Regions from separate parts of the Mus musculus genome. Here region 1 is linked to region 2. A link is a contact called in public HiChIP or PLAC-seq data. All regions are on one chromosome and are shown on one strand. The core of a region is the stretch at or near the end of the contact, and the rest is flanking DNA. Distances in the headings are between cores, read along the strand shown. Region 1 overlaps Rrp15 (ribosomal RNA processing 15 homolog (S. cerevisiae)). Region 2 has its middle 73 kb from the start of Lyplal1.

Region 1 (5,090 bases), core at 1,510-4,009, 680 kb after region 2:
ACATTCATGCCCACATATTTAAGAGAGAAATACAAATACAAACAAAAATAAACAAATGTTTAAAAACAACAGCCGTGGGGCTGGAAGGATGGCTCAACAGTTAAGAGCACTGGCTGTTCTTCCAGAGCTCAGATTCCATTTCTAGCACCCACATGGAGGCTCACAGATTCTCTGATTCTCTATCGGGCAACTGACGCCCTCTTCTGGCCTCCACAGGTACTGAATGGCCACGGTGCATACACAGAGGTAGGCCATTTACTACACCCATCTCCCGCACACTCAGTAGCTGGCTGTGGCGGTGCACACCTGTTTGCGAAGCTGAAGCTGGATGATGGAGATTTCCAAGACTACCCTGGTATCTCACAAGTCCGACTCAAGAGTTAGACAGACGTGCTCCTCAGCATCCCCCTCGCACATACAGGTTCTGTTTCAGTATTTTACAACCAAGGCACAGGGACTCTAAAACCTATAAGACATGTTCACATGACAAAGTTACGTCATGAGCTCTCTTACAAGTGGCACTGTGGTCCAGGGGCAACTTGATTCTATGATGGAATAAAATCCCTTCTGAAAGAAGAAATTTGTGAACATTCTCTTCCTTGTGTATGCTTTGAAAACTGGGCTCAACTTCCTGAAGTTAACTGAAGGGCTAGAGAAGTCAGCTCTGCTTCCAGGACAACCTGTTCATCACAGGCAGCTGTGCATGCCCTTTTGTTATCCACGCGGGCTTCAGAAGCTGCAAAGACGCTGTGTGCTGCATTAACCTCCGCTCAGCAATGTCCCATTACTTAGCATCCCTGGATCACTACCGAGAAAGCTTGCTCACAGTTATTTAGATTAAAATGACAAAACCACCAGCCACACAATTTAATATGGCACTTACGTTCCCGAGTGAGATGAAGACACAGACACACACGCACCTTACGGCTTTCCTATAATAAGCATTCAGCACCATGCTACGAGCTTCACTCTGACAGGGGCCCCGTAGTCATGGAACATTTATAGCCCTTGATTTGGCCTGAAAACATAAACCTCCTGCTCCAACCCAGGGGCAGGGTTGGGCCTCAGTGTAGAGCAGATCCAAGTGTGTGCCATGGGTGGTCGCAGGGCTCCCTTCATGGAAAGATGGAGAGAGACGGGTCCTTCTCATGAGAGCGCGTCACGCTCAATACCTACTTCCCTTACAGACTTGGTAACTGGAGCCAAGTTTCACAGAAATAGTGGAGGAAATCACACAGCTTCACTGGTTTTCTAGAACTAAAATAGAAAAGATAACAATTTGAAATTTTATGTACCTTTTTCTTAAAGGCTTAGCCACACAAACCAACGGCACCAATCACCCACCCTCCGTGACAGACAGATCTATGGATCTGAGCAGGGAAGCAGAGATTTCATATCAAATTCACTTTAATTATAAATGGGACCGCACTTTAGAAACCCTGATGGATGATGGGCATGTGTCCACAGCAAAGGATCCTAGAAAATTGCAGTTTACTGCTCAAGAAAAAAAATATTTCTCTGTACAAATATTTTAGAAAAACAGGTTAAATTTCTGTAAGAATTAAAAATACAGCTTTAATACAGTCTGCACCTGAGGAACCCTAGAGCACAGGTTCTCAGGAAGTCCTAGCATTTGGCAGATGGCCATGCGCAGGCTCCCAACCGTCGGGTCATTTGCAGCGGAGCTGGATGCTCCCGTCTGCCGCTCAACGGCTGGCTGCGGCCTCTGCCCTGCCACCAGCAGGCTCCTCGCCCTCGCTCTCCTTGTCCCAGTCCTTCATGCTGGCTCCCATCATGAAATCATCTCGCAGAATCTTCCACCCTGGGCTCTCTTCTGATTTCACTTCAGTCTAAGAAAAATCACAGAACCAAAACATTCACAAATCAATTTAACCATAAAGAAAATTTAAAAATTATATACTTCAAAACAAACTTTTCAATATGTACTTTGAAATGAGATAAAACCAAAATAATATAAAATTGATTTTATATTCTGTGCTCATGTATATACAAATACAGAGTAAAGAAAAAATTTCAATTCTACCAATGAAACATAAAAGCAAAATAATTTAGAGTTGGGGAAAATACAGATTTGGCATCACTTTTAAAAATATTTGGACAACATTAATTAACCTTTGGTGGTACCTTATTAGAAAATCCTTGGCAGTGACTTTAATGGAGCCTAAAGTTTAACCCCAAGCGCACTGAAGCGAGAAGCTAACTGGCACTGTGCAGCTGCTTGAGACAGTGCCTCTTCCAGAGTCTGTAGCAGCGCGGACATACAAGGTCTCACTGCCTGACACAGTCACGGAGTCGGGAACTAATAAAGCCCAGGAGTTAGAAGTAACTGAAGCAAGCAACAAACTCAGGAGACAAGTCATTCCACGCAGCCACGGGGTAAGACCTGGAGCTAAGGACACACGCCTTCCTTTGTGGAACAACAGCACCACCGTGTGGCAGTCGTGTGTACTGCAACACTGACGTGACCAAAACCAAGTCCTGTTCTCACAACCACAGGTAGTCTGCAAATCTATCCCATCTGGGGGCTGTGTCTATGTAGCAAGCATTTTTTAAAAAGACACCAAAATGTCCGCAAGGTTTCACAAGCTAATTACATAACTGTGCTACAGCTTGTTTATTTTTTAGGAACCTATTTATGTATTAAGAGGAAAAATGGACCGCTTCTGCCTTTGTGGGATAAAAAACTAAATCACAGCTTGCACCCAGAACAGCCGGGAGCCAGGGAGGCAGACAACTGCATAGACTGGGAGCTGACTTAGTAGTTCACGTATCGACACCGGCTGCAGTGGAACCAGCACTGGGGACTAGAAACACTCGTGTGGTGTGAGACCACGACAGTGGAATGCTTGTCAGGTGAGTGGCCGGGCCCTGTTCCCCACTGACTGCTGGACTCTCTGGAGCGGAAGCTCCACAGCTATTCCAGGTTTTCTGACTCAACCCCATGCTCTTGCTGGCACTCAGGACCAACAATTACAGCAGGCTGGCCAACTTAACTGCTCAAAGCTTTTGATTAAAGTAGTAATTTGAAATAGGGTCTCATACTGCAAACCATGTTAGACTACGACTCATTACTGTATGTTGCCCAAGCTGGACTTCAACGCGCAGCAATTCTGCCTTAGCCTCCTGAGTGCTGGGATTATAAAAATGAGCCATCATGACCTGGTTTCAATTCAGTTTTTTTTGGTTTGGGTTTTAAATTTATCAACAATACAATTTAGAATTATAAAAGGCAGTGAAACAAGATTGCTCAGTCTTTGAGAATCAGGAACAATAAATAGATTGGTACTCCAGATAGTCTGAGGGCTTTCGAAATTATGACAGTTTAAGCATACTTCATAGTCTGTAATTTGAATAGCTAAAATTCTTGTTTAAATAAAATACAGCAGGTTTGGCCTAATGGACTAGGCAAGGAACTCTCAGCCTGGAATTCAGGTTCACTTTGGTTTTAAAGCACCCATTAGACATCAAGGATGGCCAACCTGGAGTGAAGCTGAGGAGAAGGGAGGCAGGTGAGAAGGTAAAACTGAGACAATCACACAGGAAAACAGACAGACAATAGAAGACAGTGTGAAGTAGAACCCGTTCAGGAGGCTCCTTAACTGCAGTGCAGAAGAGACAGCCAAGGGAGAAGAAAGTCTCCAGGCTCAGCGTGAAGGAAAGTTCCAGAACAACCTCATGCCAGGCCTATGGAATGCAGTACAGCAGTGACTTCACAGGGCACAAGCAGGCAGAAGATCCCATCACCAAGCCACAACCTTCCTGCCAGCACTGACACAACCAGTAAGAGTGAATGGAGACACGGTACAAGAACCAGGACACTCGGGTGCTAGCTAATATGGGAGCAACCTCGGATGGCACAGCAATGCATTTAAATAGCAGAATGGTCACAGGGACACCCTGAGGGGCGATGGATCCCCGCAGAGAATGGAGGCTTCTATAAAGAATACCTCAGTAGGAATATAGGAAAGTGTGGAGACCCTGGCTTATACGCTGCTCAGTGGCAAAGAGCACCAAACCCTAGCTTTGTACTAAAATAAGTGAGTCTGGGGTGAAATGTGACTTCCAAGACTACATGAGTGCAAAGAGACCTTACAAGGCAGGACAGCAAAACAAGAGACAAACAAAACCAGATGGCTACACTGTCATTTACAGTCCCAGATTCCCTCTAAGTTTCTCAAGAGCATCTGTCAAGGAGCCCTGCTGGTCCTATTACTTACATTTTATCATGATGACCCTGCCTGCCTGTTGTGGCTGTCTTTGCTGTATTACTGAGTCGGTGTGTGCTGGCTAGACCCTCTGCAGCACCACATTTCTGACTCTCTGAGTGCCTGCCAGGTGGGAATATCACTCCATATGACGAAAGGGAACGAGGGCTCAGGACATGAAGCCTTTGTTCAAGCATTCATGAGCAAGTCAGCCCTGAAGCACAGGCCAAAATCCACATCTCTTACACACGCTGCTCTACTACCTGTTACCTCCCATCAACAACCCAGCAGAACTAACGCTAAAATACACAGAAAATGGTGTACAATTGTCTCCTGTATTCCATGCCGGCTTCAAACTTAACTGTGAAACAAGACTGGGCCAGACCTTCTGATCTATCTTCCTGCTTCTACCACTGCCTGTGGGTTACAGGCACGAACTGCAGCAGCACACATGGTTCACACCGTGCTGAGGCTAAGCCCCAGGCATTTGTGCATGCTGGTCAAGTACTCTGCAGGCTAAGCTACATCCCTTAGACCTAACTTCCACAGAAGTCCTAAACTAAGCAGATTACACTGTTCTTCTGCAAGTCGATCTACTGGATTGCTTCATAAGCAATCTTACCACCGAGCATACGGCTTAGAGCATCCACAATGAAGATAAACCAGATAATCACAAGTTAATACAACAACCCCAGGCACAGGGATATTGGAGGTCTAACCTACAGCACTGCATCCCCACCTGCTGTCCAGACCATGTCAGGCCGTGATGTGAGGCTGTACTGATTAGATGGCCTACAGCAACGTGTCTCTAAACCCTTCATGCTTACACTAACTGAAAAGGAAAACGGAGTAGGGTCGGTCAAA
Region 2 (5,599 bases), core at 1,354-3,853:
ATGGCTTAAAGAAAGTAAAAATTCAGTTTATCAGTTTAAATCTCTGGGAGAAAAAACTTTGAATGGAGGAGGCAAGATTTGTTCCAACCGTCCATTAGGCTGATATATTTATAAAACAAAGTAAGTATGCCATTAAGTTAGTACAGAGAGTTTGACTTGGTTCTAAAACACTAAGAACAATTTTAAATGGGGCGCTGTGTGAACTTTTGTTTGAGAGACTTAAACAAAGATGTCTTTGGTCTTGAGAGGGTACAAGGACAGACTGGGGAGGGGGGTTATTCCACTCACATTTGGCTTGATGGAGCAATGGATTCATTTAGGGTTGCTTACAAGAACATGGGTGGGGCATTATTTACAGGAGCAGAGGCAATTTGCACAGAGCTACACCACGGAAGGAGCTCTCTCTTCCTCCCAGCAACTATTAGCCGCCTATGGAACAGGGGTTCCCAACCTCCCCAAGTACAGTGCCTCATGTTGTAGAGACCCACAACTATTAAGCTGGTTTTGTTGCTACTCCATAACTACAATTTCGCTAGAGTTGCGAATCATAATGTAAGTGGCTTTAGAGACAGAGGTTTGTCAAAGGGTTGTGACCCGCAGCTGAAGAACCACTGTTATAGATCCTCAAGGAGAGCAAGCCCTCGGGAGCTCCTCTCTTTTCTCAGGACAATAATCTATACAAGTCCTGTGTTGAGTGTTCTAGGGGGTGATGGACATGAAGTGGCCACAGGTCAGTGATCCATGGGTGGCCACTAAAATGTCCTTATCTATTGAAGTACAGTAATTAGATTTTTGGTCTCTGTGTGTTTATATCTTCTGAATGAATAACCAGGGTGGCTACTTTTCTGCTAGGCTATGCATGACCACACTGTTTCCACTACCTGGGAAGTCTGTGAACTGGATCATTTCAAAAGAATTAGTCATTATATAAGTTTTTTTTTTTTCCTGGCATGCCTCCAGCTCGTGTTTTGCTAATCTAAAGCATTTTCTTATTCAGTGGCAATAAAAACAAGCTTAAAATACACACCATATAACCATATAAATAAAAGCTATTAGCTCAGCCCTTGAATCAACCCTCCCACTCCCCAACCCCTGCTGCCCAGGACTCCCAAGTGCCACCTCCTTATTGATATCTTCTATTCTAGAAAATAAGAAATGTCTCTGTCTTGGCTCCTGTGCTCCCAATATCTAGTGAGTGCTCTTGCCTGTGCCAATGGCTTCCACTCAATTACCCCTTCAGGAACCCTAACATACCACATTTTTTCTTCTCAATAAGCTGCTTCCATGACTTGTTACATAGAGATGGTGACCACCTTGATCCGGATGATCATCAGAGGAAAGGTTTGAATTACAATGGAAGACATTAGGGTGTGGATAAATTAAATACTAACTTCACTGGTAAGTGGGCCCCATGTATTGCTCCTAAATCCAGGAGCACCTTAGGGAGCAAGTTGTAAATTCCGTGGAGCTTTCTGCACCTAGCCTGGTACCTCACAAAAGAGAGGCTGCGGGTTTCAGAAATATTTGGCGGAAGGATATGACTGAAGAAGTTGGTGATGCGAGTAAGGAACTATTGGGTTGCAGAAGCGACAATCCCCATGAACCAATGTAGAGTTCTGATAGAACCTCCAATTGTCACAACCAGGATGATCTTGAGGCCAGTATATTTTATGAAGTTTATTTTCTGTGTGATCTAAGCTAAAATAGGTATTAAAGTTTATTCTCTGCCAGATTATTTCCTCATCTGTAAAATGGCAGTAAATACTGAGACATCAGGTAACTGAATGGATTGATCAGAGATCTTTAGAGCAATAATCTATGAACAAAATGACATAGGGAGGTATCACAAACCTTAAAGAGACTATGTAGCTGGCTTCCTCTGGGTAGAGTTTTCATTAACAAATAGGCACCTTTGTAACTTTCTTGGTTTGTCAGAGGCTGACGTTACCACAGCTTCGTCTAGGAATGAAATATCACTGCTGTACTTGGGAGCTGGCTCATGTTGTCAGGCTATTTTGTTGTTGTGACTGACTTTGGCTTTGTATTTAATGTATTTAATGTTATTATCTCTGTGGGAATACGTCCCAAATTTATGTGGATGGGTACAGTTTCATGAAAATTAGATAAGTGGTCTAATGTGTGGGCCGGGAGGTTTATGAGTGATGCTGTTTGAAATGACTTTCTGTTCTTCCCATGTGGCATTCAGGATAACTCCTTCTAGTATATTATGAAACATAAAAGGGGAATTTGTGTTCTGTGTTCAGAAGAAACACCAGGAGTTATGACTGTTCCTGGGAAACAGCAATATAAAAATGGAGTTTCCTGGAACGTTGGAATTCATTTTCAGAGACTAGTCAGCTCAGTGTTTTCCAGTATTGATTCGGTTCATCTATACATTCTTTGTGAGCCTTCACAGGACCAGCATCAGAAGCCATGTCTCACAGTTATCTTCTGCCTACCCCCAAACTGCATCTAGTTGTTGTGGATTCAGTGTAGATTCATAATCATCACTTTTTTTTACCATCATACAATACTATTGCACACTCTTGAGTCATATTTATTATTTATTTGTCTATGACTCATCTTCTCAAGAACTCCTTGACAAAGGAGCTCACATCACACTGTTTACTTCAGAGCTTCCCTGGGGGCCGGACTCCCAACTTTAACATAAGAGAAATGTGATAAACTTTTATTGTCTCAGTGTTTGGCTTACAACATATCATATAACCCGCTGCTCTGAATCCATGCAATCAAGGAAGGAAACACTAGGCAGACTGAGAGAATAGTCTGTGTATACCCCAGGGCTGTACCCAGGCTGGGATAACCCTGCAGACATTCTTTCTCTCCATCCCAGTTTATTGTCAGTGCTTCTTCTCAAGGAAGAACACACACAAAAAAAACGTGAAACTAAGAAAAGCAAATGGAAACTTCAAATACAAAGACACTGGCTTTCCGAGGGGGGAAAATATACGGTTCAGCACGCTTACCCTCACTAATAATAGACTCTATGGCTTTGAAAAGACTGTTGTCAAAATAACATCAGTGAAGCACTGAGGTCATAACTGGCACTACTGTTTTGGCCCTGTGACCAGTTTTACATCAGGGACTTATTTTCCAGTTTCTTTCCTCCCAATCACTGCAATCATTTGCTCTAGTAGAGTCTAAATTGAATGGCGCGCACCATAAACCTGCTCCCCACTGCAGCTCACGCTGGCATTGTAAAAACGCAGGCAACAGTGGGAGGCATTGAAGTGGCTCACACACTGACCTCTTAAAAACCAAAGAGTAGGAAAGAACATCTTACAGCCCAGGTTCCTCCAGAATCCCACACACGGGACTCCTGACCGCCCTGGCTTGGTTGGACACTCATCTCCACTAGACACCATGACCCAGACATGAGGACAGTGGACCCAGCCTTGGTCCATTCACAGACCCACAGTGTGAAGCTGTTCCCTGAAGGAGAGTGCCCTTGAATAACGATGTCCAATAGGTAGCCCTGCGTTAGTTTTGCTGGGCAAATCTAGGGAAAATAAATAAGAAAACTCACCAAGACTCCATCAAGCTGTTCATAAAGGACTTTAGAGGAAAAACTCTTATTCATCAGCCCATTAAGTCTATTGGCTCTGCTGTTCCCTCAAAAGAGAAAAAAAATTAAAGAGATGATGTAACTGAATTACTCTACCTAACTAACTGACGGCTTGAAAATTGAATTTGTCTTTCTTTTCCTGACATCATCACCAATAATAAAACTTAAGCTATTAAAACAGAGTTTTCATCAGGAATGTGTGATACAGACCTGTATATAGAATTTTTATGAGTAGGTTCTGACTCTGGAACTATCATATAGCTACATGAAAGTGCTTGCCATGCAGGCACAAGGATCTGGAGTTTGAATCCACGGGCCCTATCTAAAAGTTTGTTGTGGTGGCATATACCTGACATCCCCAAACCAGGGGTAAAGGAACTGGGGAGGGACACAAATAGATCCCTTGAGTTGATTGACCAACCCAAAACAGGAAAAAACAGGGAAAAAGAAAAGGTGGGAAGTTGAGTGGAAAAAAGACTCAGCATGGAACTCTGGCCTCAGAAACAAATGAATACACACATGCACACACCCGTGCATGTACACATCAGTAATATTTATGCACAGAAAGCGGAATTAGTTTGAATGACATTTATTATGCTATGGTAAGCTGAATACATTTCCTTATTTTTCAACATCTTCAACATTGATTGCTTTCTCTTCGAGTGGAGTTATCACCATGGCCTGTGAATTCTGATGCAAATAATTCTTTTCTCCATTTCTCTCTGAGTGGTTTATAGTCATTTATGGTATTTTCTTTGTGATCTAACTATCCTTAAAGGACATGCCTCTTAAGTTTCAAATACCTATGACTCAAGTTCTTACCCACTTAGAAAAGAAGTGACTTACCTGCCAGTTACTTTGCAGTGACTTTAACTTAGCATGGCGTTCTGATCTGTTCAAGCTGATATCATTGTGTACAGGAGCCTGAAAGGCTTCATTGAAACACATGCCCCATCAGAACATGAGCTCTTTCTGTGAGCATGGGTGCAGTAAATGAAATTCCTTCTCATATTATTATACTCTTTTATGCCAGTACTGGAGTTCCCTCTCTCCCGGGGGAAACATGCACTTTACCCTTTATTAAACTTTCATTTACAATTACAATTTTTTAGCTTTAGCTAGCTCATTGTAGAGTTGTGCCTATGTTATGGCTGTCGCTGTGATCTCCTTTATATCTTTATGCTAATAAGTCCTCTGAATCTTTCCTTTTATCCTAATATCTGTATTGACCGTCTTTTTAAAGATCTATTGCATTTTTAATTATGTTTGTGTGTGGATATCTGTTATGGGAGCTTGTGTGTAAGTGAGTGCAGGCATCCACAAAGGTCAGAAGAGGGCACAAATCACCAGCAGCTGTAGTTAACAGGCTATCATGAACTGCGGGACTGGCATCCGAACTCCAATCCTCTAGAAGAACAGCTCTTAACCTCGGAGCCACCTCTGCAGTCTCCAAATCACTGCCCTGATTCTTTTTGCGTTTCCTGATATTTTTCTCTAGAGTTATGTGTCCATCACAGTAGATGGTTTTAGAATGTTTCCAGTACTGCACAAAATGCTGTGTTTATTTACAGTCATATTATCTCTCTCCACCGCACCCCCACCCCACCATCTCTAAGCAACCATTAATTGATTTCTTTCTTCATAGTTTCCTACTTAACATAGTATAGTGGGTGAGTCATGCAGCAGCAGGCCCCCTGTGTGAGAGGTGCTTCACTTACTGCAATGGTTTGAAATTCATTTATGCTTTAGTAGGAATTAAGACATTGCTTTTATATTGTCATGAATAGATCCTGTTCAATCAGTCAATGTGGGCGTTTGCATTATATCTTGTACAATGGATGTAGTGGTGCTTACTCATGCACATATTTTTATGTGGACAGAGATTCATGTCTCTTTAGTGTGTATATACGTTTGGCTAGAACTGCTGGGTTATATGGTTACTCTACAGTTTTAAATTTCTAAGGCAGTCACATGATTTTACATCCCAGCAACATCACATATGGGACCTGCTCT

What was found. HiChIP or PLAC-seq counts read pairs in DNA pulled down with a chosen protein or histone mark.
Region 1: a contact with region 2 is called in a FOXA1 HiChIP or PLAC-seq map of pancreatic cancer cells. The contact joins two enhancer-like sites. A contact is called at or near these places in 3 of 484 Hi-C or Micro-C datasets (the N1E-115 cell line, cortical neurons and nephron progenitors) and 1 of 115 datasets of contacts at active chromatin or transcription factors (pancreatic cancer cells).

Annotation. Positions count from the first base shown.
Region 1 is chr1:186,719,697-186,724,786 of GRCm38.p6, forward strand. Rrp15 (ribosomal RNA processing 15 homolog (S. cerevisiae)) reads right to left here. Exons shown (of 5, transcript NM_026041.2): 5 at 1,390-1,850. The coding sequence ends at 1,707. Among named protein-coding and RNA genes, the nearest start is that of Tgfb2, 16 kb to the left of the region's middle. Within about 2 kb of position 2,760, at least 33 of the 459 cell types and tissues checked have an H3K27ac peak or open chromatin away from gene starts, as enhancers often do. A contact at or near this core is called in pancreatic cancer cells, where this site is marked.
Region 2 is chr1:186,041,113-186,046,711 of GRCm38.p6, forward strand. No RefSeq gene overlaps it. Among named protein-coding and RNA genes, the nearest start is that of Lyplal1, 73 kb to the right of the region's middle. Within about 2 kb of position 2,604, at least 18 of the 459 cell types and tissues checked have an H3K27ac peak or open chromatin away from gene starts, as enhancers often do. A contact at or near this core is called in pancreatic cancer cells, where this site is marked.